Regions from separate parts of the Bos taurus genome. Here region 1 is linked to region 2. Evidence: chromatin contacts called from public Hi-C data. All regions are on one chromosome and are shown on one strand. Each heading gives the region's core, a stretch centred on a gene start, on an enhancer-like site or on the middle of the called end of the contact. The rest is flanking DNA. Distances are from core to core; before and after follow the strand shown. Region 1 holds the start of SSR3 (signal sequence receptor subunit 3). Region 2 holds the start of TIPARP (TCDD inducible poly(ADP-ribose) polymerase).

What was found. A called contact is a pair of places that touch in the nucleus more often than the background predicts.
Region 1: a contact with region 2 is called in a Hi-C map of liver, with 4 times the contacts expected there. The contact joins the promoter of SSR3 here to the promoter of TIPARP in region 2. A contact is called at or near these places in 4 of 11 Hi-C or Micro-C datasets (blastocyst, liver, skin fibroblasts and 1 more).

The regions. Positions count from the first base shown.
Region 1 is chr1:111,093,708-111,097,072 of ARS-UCD2.0, forward strand. SSR3 (signal sequence receptor subunit 3) reads left to right here and starts at 2,094. Exons shown (of 5, transcript NM_001077044.2): 1 at 2,094-2,271. The coding sequence starts at 2,139.
Region 2 is chr1:110,954,561-110,957,841 of ARS-UCD2.0, forward strand. TIPARP (TCDD inducible poly(ADP-ribose) polymerase) reads right to left here and starts at 1,331. Exons shown (of 6, transcript NM_001206048.1): 1 at 1,142-1,331.

The sequences.
Region 1 (3,365 bases), core at 844-3,343, 140 kb after region 2:
GAGAGTTCCAGAAAAACATCTACTTCTGCTTTATTTATTTATTTATCTATGCAAAAGCCTTTGACTGTGTGGATCACAACAAACTGTGGAAAATTCTTAAAGAGATGGGAATCCCAGACCACCTGACCTGCCTCCTGAGAAATCTGTATGCAGGTCAAGAAGCAACAGTTAGAATTGGACATGGAACAATAGACTGGTTCCAAATCAGGAAAGGAGAACATCAAGGGTGTATATTGTCACTCTGCTTATTTAACTTATAGGCAGAGTACATCATGAGAAACGGTGGACTGGATGAAGGATGAGCTGGAATCAAGATTGCCGGGAGAAATATCAATAACCTCAGATATGCAGATGACACCACCCTTATGGCAGAAAGCGAAGAAGAACTAAAGAGCTTCTTGATGAAAGTGAAAGAGGAGGGTGAAAAAGTTTGCTTAAAACTCAACATTCAAAAAATTAAGATCATGCCATCTGGTCCCATCACTTTTTGTAAATAGATGGGGAAACAATGGAAACAGTGACAGAATTTATTTTTCTGTGCTCCAAAATCACTGCAGATGGTGACTGCAGCCATGAAATTAAAAGACACTTGCTCCTTGGAAGAAAAGCTATGAAAAAAAAAAAAAAAAGAAAGAAAAGCTATGACCAACCTAGACAGCATATTAAAAAGCAGAGACATTACTTTTCCAACAAAGGTCCATCTAGTCAAAGCTTTGGTGTTTCCAGTAGTCATGTATACCTGAGCATTGAAGAATTGATGCTTTTGAAGTGTGATGTTGGAGAAGACTCTTGAGAGTCCCTTGGACAGCAAGGAGATCCAACCATTTCATTCTGAAGGAAATCAGGCCTGAATATTCATTGGAAGGACTGATGCTGAAGCTGAAACTCCAATACTTTCGCCACCTGAATGGAAGAGCAGACTCACTAGAAAAGACCCTGATGCTGGGAAAGATTGAAGGTGGGAGGAGAAGGGGATGACAGAGGATGAGATGATTGAATGGCAGCACCGACTCAGTGGACATGAGTTTGAATAAGCTCCAGGAGTTGGTGATGGACAGCAAAGCCTGGTGTACTGCAGTCCAGGGGTTTAGAAAGAGTCGAAAATGATGAATGACGGAACTGAACTGAACATAGTCAAAGGCTTTAGTAAAGTCAACGAAGAAGTAGTTGATGTTTTTCTGAAATTTTCTTGCTTTTTCTATGAGCCAACGGATGTTGGCAATTTGATCTCTGGTTCCTCTGCCTTTTCTAAATCCCACTTGAAAATCTGGAAGTTCTCCATTCAGGTACTGTTTAAACCTAGCTTGGAGAATTTTGAGCATTACTTTGCTAGCATGTGAAATAAGCGCAATCGTGTGGTAGTTTGAACATTCTTTGGCATTGTCTTTCTTTGGGATTGGAGTGAAAACTGACCTTTTCCAATTCTGTGGCCACAGCTGAGTTTTCCAAATTTCCTGGCATTTCCAGTGTGGCACTTTATTTAACAACATCATCTTTTAGGCTTTGAAATAGCTCAGCTGGAATTCCATCACCTCGACTAGCTTTGTAGTAGTGGTAGTGATGCTTCCTAAGGCCCACTTGACTTCGCACTCCAGCATGTCTGGCTCTAGGTTAGTGATCACACCATCGTGGTTATCTGGGTCATTAAGAGCTCTTTTGCATAGTTCTTTTTATTCTTGTCATCTCTTAATATCTTCTGCTTCTGGGTACCCACAGAGCCAGTTAAACCATACTCTCCATGAATGAATGACCATAAGACGAAGAGCTTCATGTTTTGGAATTTTCAGGGTTTGGAAAGCAGGAGTCTATCAGCATCTTTGAAATAAATGTTAATAAAGTTTTGTTACAATCGCCCACTGAACTACAAGTCCCGGCCTCCTCCTAGAAAGTGACGAATCACGTGGCCGGCTAGGAATCCGGAAGTCTGGCCCGCTTGCCTAATCACGCCGGAGAAACCTACAAAGTGGCGCCAGACTGGCCAATCCTGCGGATGTTTGTTCCAAGCCCAGGCCGGGTCCCGCCTCCTCGCGCTGCGCTGACTGGTCGTTAGCGGATACGGTGGCTGTAGAGGCGGTAACAGTGGCTTCTTCCCCGCTTTGCGCGAGGTTCCGCGCGCGTCCCGCGGCTCCGATTCCACCATGGCTCCCAAAGGAGGCCCCAAGCAGCAGTCCGAGGAGGACCTGCTCCTGCAGGATTTCAGCCGCAACCTCTCGGCCAAGTCCTCGGCGCTTTTCTTCGGGAACGCCTTCATTGTGTCCGCCATCCCCATCTGTGAGCGCTTGGAGCGAGACGGGCTGGGCTGGGCTGGGCTGGGCTGGGCGGGGACGTGGCAGGGCCGTGCAGAGGGCTAGGCGTGCGCCGGAACCCGCGCTGTCCCCCAGCTCCTCCTGGACTCAGGGGCTGCACGCAGCCTCTGTGGGCCTCCGTGATCTGTCCGGAATCGTGGTGGGTGGCATCCCAGGAAAGTCATTGTAGCACGTTGTAAAAGTAGGCTAGCTCATTCCCAGGCCTCAGGTCTGCGGATTGTGAGTTACTGGTTCTGGGATGGCGGCCTCAAATCTGTTTTTGAACCAACACCCGGGTTAAGATCTTGTGATGCTAACAGGCATATCGCCTGTTCTTTCCCCACCCCCTCGCCCCGTATAACTATCTTTTGCTGTTACGAGATCTTAAACTTTTTACTTACTTTGGAGAAACTCATAAATTAGGTTAGAATTGTAACAACTCGCACTGAATTGTAAATATAGCTTTAGAACCGGTTCACACAGAACCGGTTATTTTCCGAAAGAAGTTGAACCATTGCCAAGGCCCCAAGCTCTACTGTGTTTAAACTTTTTAATAATTCTGTTAGGACAATTCTAGAATTCTTACTTGAATGGAAAAAACTTTACAGCCTTGGCCAAGGTTGTTTTTAGAGTTTAGGGATCCCAAATGTCAATTGCCTCTCTCCTACATTTTTGCAGTGTTGTTGGACAAATCCAGATGTATTTTCTCTCCCGACTTCATAAAACCCAGCGTGCAATTAACATGGTTCAGTGACCGCACTGTGCATTGCCTTGATTTCAGATAACAGCCACGTCAGCGTGTGAACTCTGGTTTGGGACTACACGTGGAGTCTCGGAATGACTTGTAGTTAATGTAATAGTACCCTGAAGAATGAAATTTGAAGTCTCAATCGTGATTTTTTTGAGCCAGAGTTCTCATTCTAGAAGCAGCAGAAATCTCATCATGGACTAGTTATAGGAAGGTTATGTTTTTCAAGTATTCTGAACCAGAAACAGTTGAGACTTAACTTTTTCCTGGATATCACACTTAGTTCTTCTTACACTGTATTGGATTCCCTAATCCGGGCTGTATTTTACCAG
Region 2 (3,281 bases), core at 81-2,580:
GACACGAAACCCAGTTTATTTATACGAGGGCACACACACGCCACAACTTTTCCTATTTTTGCCCTCTGTCAAACTCAGAAATAAAACCGAGAAAGAGGCAGAGAACTGGAGGAGTGGCTGGAGTGAGGAAGTCACTAGAACCTAGTTCCTCAATTAGTTTGCATAACAGAAAAAAAAAAAAAGATTGGAAGGACACTTCCTCCAGTCCCTCTGCCAGCGACCTACAGCTTCACCATTCACCTCACGATACCCCCGGGTGATGGCCCAGTTCTCAGGCATTCTGCACCCCACCACCGTCGGGGAAACCGCCCCGCTCCCGACTCATGACTCCGTCTGGGCTCGGATCTCGGCCGGGGGTCCGAGGGACGCCTCCTGCCGGCCGCGGCGGTTTGCGCAGCTCGGCGCCCGGGACCGCACGAACTGTGCCCGGCGACGCCGATTCGCGGCCAGATCTCTGGTGTTCCCGAGGATCCCACCCACTCCTGCTCCTATACCCCCGGGCCAGCCTCCTCCCACCCCCCAGCGACCCCCCGCCCCGGCTGCCCTCCCCTTTCCAGAAGCCACTCGCGGCGCCTCAATTTCTTTCTTTCCTTGACCGACCTTCCCGAGAAGATTGTCCTGCGAGGCTCGGAGGACCGACCTGAGCAGAGCGGAGGAAACGCAAAGGGCGTTTCTCGGGCTGGCGGGGAGGAAAGCGAGGACTTTAAAGTTAATCTGAAAACAGCTTGCAAACTTCTGGGCTGCAGCCGTAACGCGGGTCTGCCGGAAGGCTCCCCTCAGCAGCCGTGCTCTCCCCCGCGATGTGCGCCTCAGAACGCCAGGGGTCTGCCCGGCAGGAACGACCGCATAGACGCGCCCCCGAGCCTCCCTTACACAGTGGGAAATGGGGAGCCGCCGGCGCCCTCGACTAAACCCAGTGTCTTACTCCAATTTATACACCTGCTAGAGACCCGAAGTGACTAAAAGTGTAAATCAATGCCATCCTGATATTGACTGGATCCAAGTGAATTCGGTACAAAAAGGTAGTCTAAACACCAATCACCCCAGATCTGTGAAAGCAGGCAGCAAGGCCGGCACCCCCTTCCGTGACCACCATCCCAGCGAGGGTCCCTCGTCGGCCCCTCAGAACCGAGTCCTTTACCTGAAACGGGTTGTCTGAGAGAACTAACCACAGGAGCTGAGCCGGGCGACGCCGGTTCGCAGGCAGGGTCCGCGCCAGGGGGTGGGCGCGGAGGGTGGGCTCCGGCGTCTAGGGGTCATAGGCTGGAGAAGCGGCGAGCGGCACTCGGGCCATTCTGCCGCGGGGAGCGCAGAAAGCCGCGACTGCACTCCCGAAGCAGCTCGCTCGCCTGTCACCTCGAGCTCTGCTTTAAAGTGGCTTCCGGTCGCCTCCTCTCAGCAGCCCCGGCGCGGAGGCGGAGCCTGAGCAGCAGCGGGGTGGGGTGGGGTGGGGTGAGGGGACTGGGAGCTCAGTGGGTGCCGGGAAGGCGGCCCGCCCCACGTGCGCGTGCGCGCTCACTCGCGAGGAGGCGCGCGAGAGGTGTGCGTGCGGGGCCGCGTGCTCCCTGGAGGAGGCGTGTCCTTTCGCCGCCTGCTCTGTCCTGGAGGGTCCGCGTCTACATGCATCTAGGGTCGAGCAGCTGTGAGGAGGGGAGGTGCGCGCCGCGGGGGTGGGGCGAGCTCCACCTGCCTGCGGACAGATGGAGGGTCACTTTGTTCGGAGGAAACCCGAGGGAGGATGTGAAACAGAACAACCCGTTTTTGTGCGGTTGGCTTTGTTTATTTGCCTCCTCACCAGAGGCCTCCTGCCGCTGAAGCCGCCGACCCCGAGATGAGGTGATCGGCTGCTATGGCTTCTGCGGCCAGACGGGGTCGCCCGCCCCGTTCCGGACGGGCGGGCGCGCACCGCACCGCACCGGGGCCAGCGCTTGCCCGACCTGGTTGCAGGCATTCCTGTTTCACGGGAAACATTCGCAGCATTGCAGAAGGGAAACTTACTTTTGGGGTGTTGAGGTGTGTGTTTTAAAGGATACAAACACCATGATGACTTGTCTTTTCATTCAACAAATATTTTTTCGAGTGCGGATTGCATGCTGAGGGCGAAGTGGAGGTTTAGACTACTGTCCTGATCAGCCCAGACACCTTCTCTGTCCTCATGGAGCTTTCGTAGCACCATGTGCTCGCCTCTCAAATATTTGCCATATATCCCGAATTTGCCATATTTTCTGGATTGTAAAACATCCTGGATGGTGAATCAACCTATTGAATATTTCTTTAGCGGTGGAGGAAGAAGCACTATTTATATAATCACTATATATGGAAAAAGTTGGGCTTCCCTTGTGGCTCAGCTGGTAAAGAATCCGCCTACAATGCGGGAGACCTGGGTTCGATCCCTGGGTTGGGAAGATCCCCTGGAGAAGGGAAAGGCTACCCACTCCAGTATTCTGGCCTGGAGAATTCCATGGACTATATAGTCCATGGGGTCGCAAAGAGTTGGACACGACTGAGCGACTTTCACTTCACTATGGAGAAAGTAGGCCCTGGTCAAAATCAAGGGAAATTAATCATGACTGTATCCCCATCAGGTGGTAGAAAAAGAACACAGTTCCCAAAGAGTTGCTCTCCTGTGACCTGAAATCTAAAGTGACTTAATTCCATAGCTTGGAGCCATTATGGGCTGAAAAAGTCAGTATTAATATAACCTTATCAAGTTTGTTAAAAAATAAGAAGGGATAATAATAAATACTACAATTCCAAGCCTTACTTAAATTGTTATAAACCAAACTGAGTGACACACCAGCAAAGAAGAGATTAAGGGTAGTATCTCCCCTAGCACCCTGGGTTTACTAGGTGGCTCAGTGGCAAAGAATCTGCCTGCCAATATAGGAGACACGAGTTCAATCCCTGGGTAAGGAAGATCTCCTGGAGAAGGAAATGGCAACCCACTCCAGTATTCTTGCCTGGGAAGTCCCATGGACAGAGGAGCCTGGCAGGCTATAGTCCATGGGGTCATAAAGAGTCAGACACGACACAGTGACAACAATATGCTCCCCCAGGGTCTTTAAGGTGAGAATGTTATGGACAGAATTCAGAAACTACTAAGTAAAAGACAAGAATTTCCAAGCTTTAAAGATTGTACTGAAGGACTTCCCAGTTAGTCCAGGGGTTTAAAATCTGCCTGCCAATGCAGGGGACGGAGAAGGAAATGGCAACCCACTCCAGTATTCTTGCCTGGAGAATCCCAGGGACAGAGGAGCCTGGTGGACTGCCATCTATGGGGT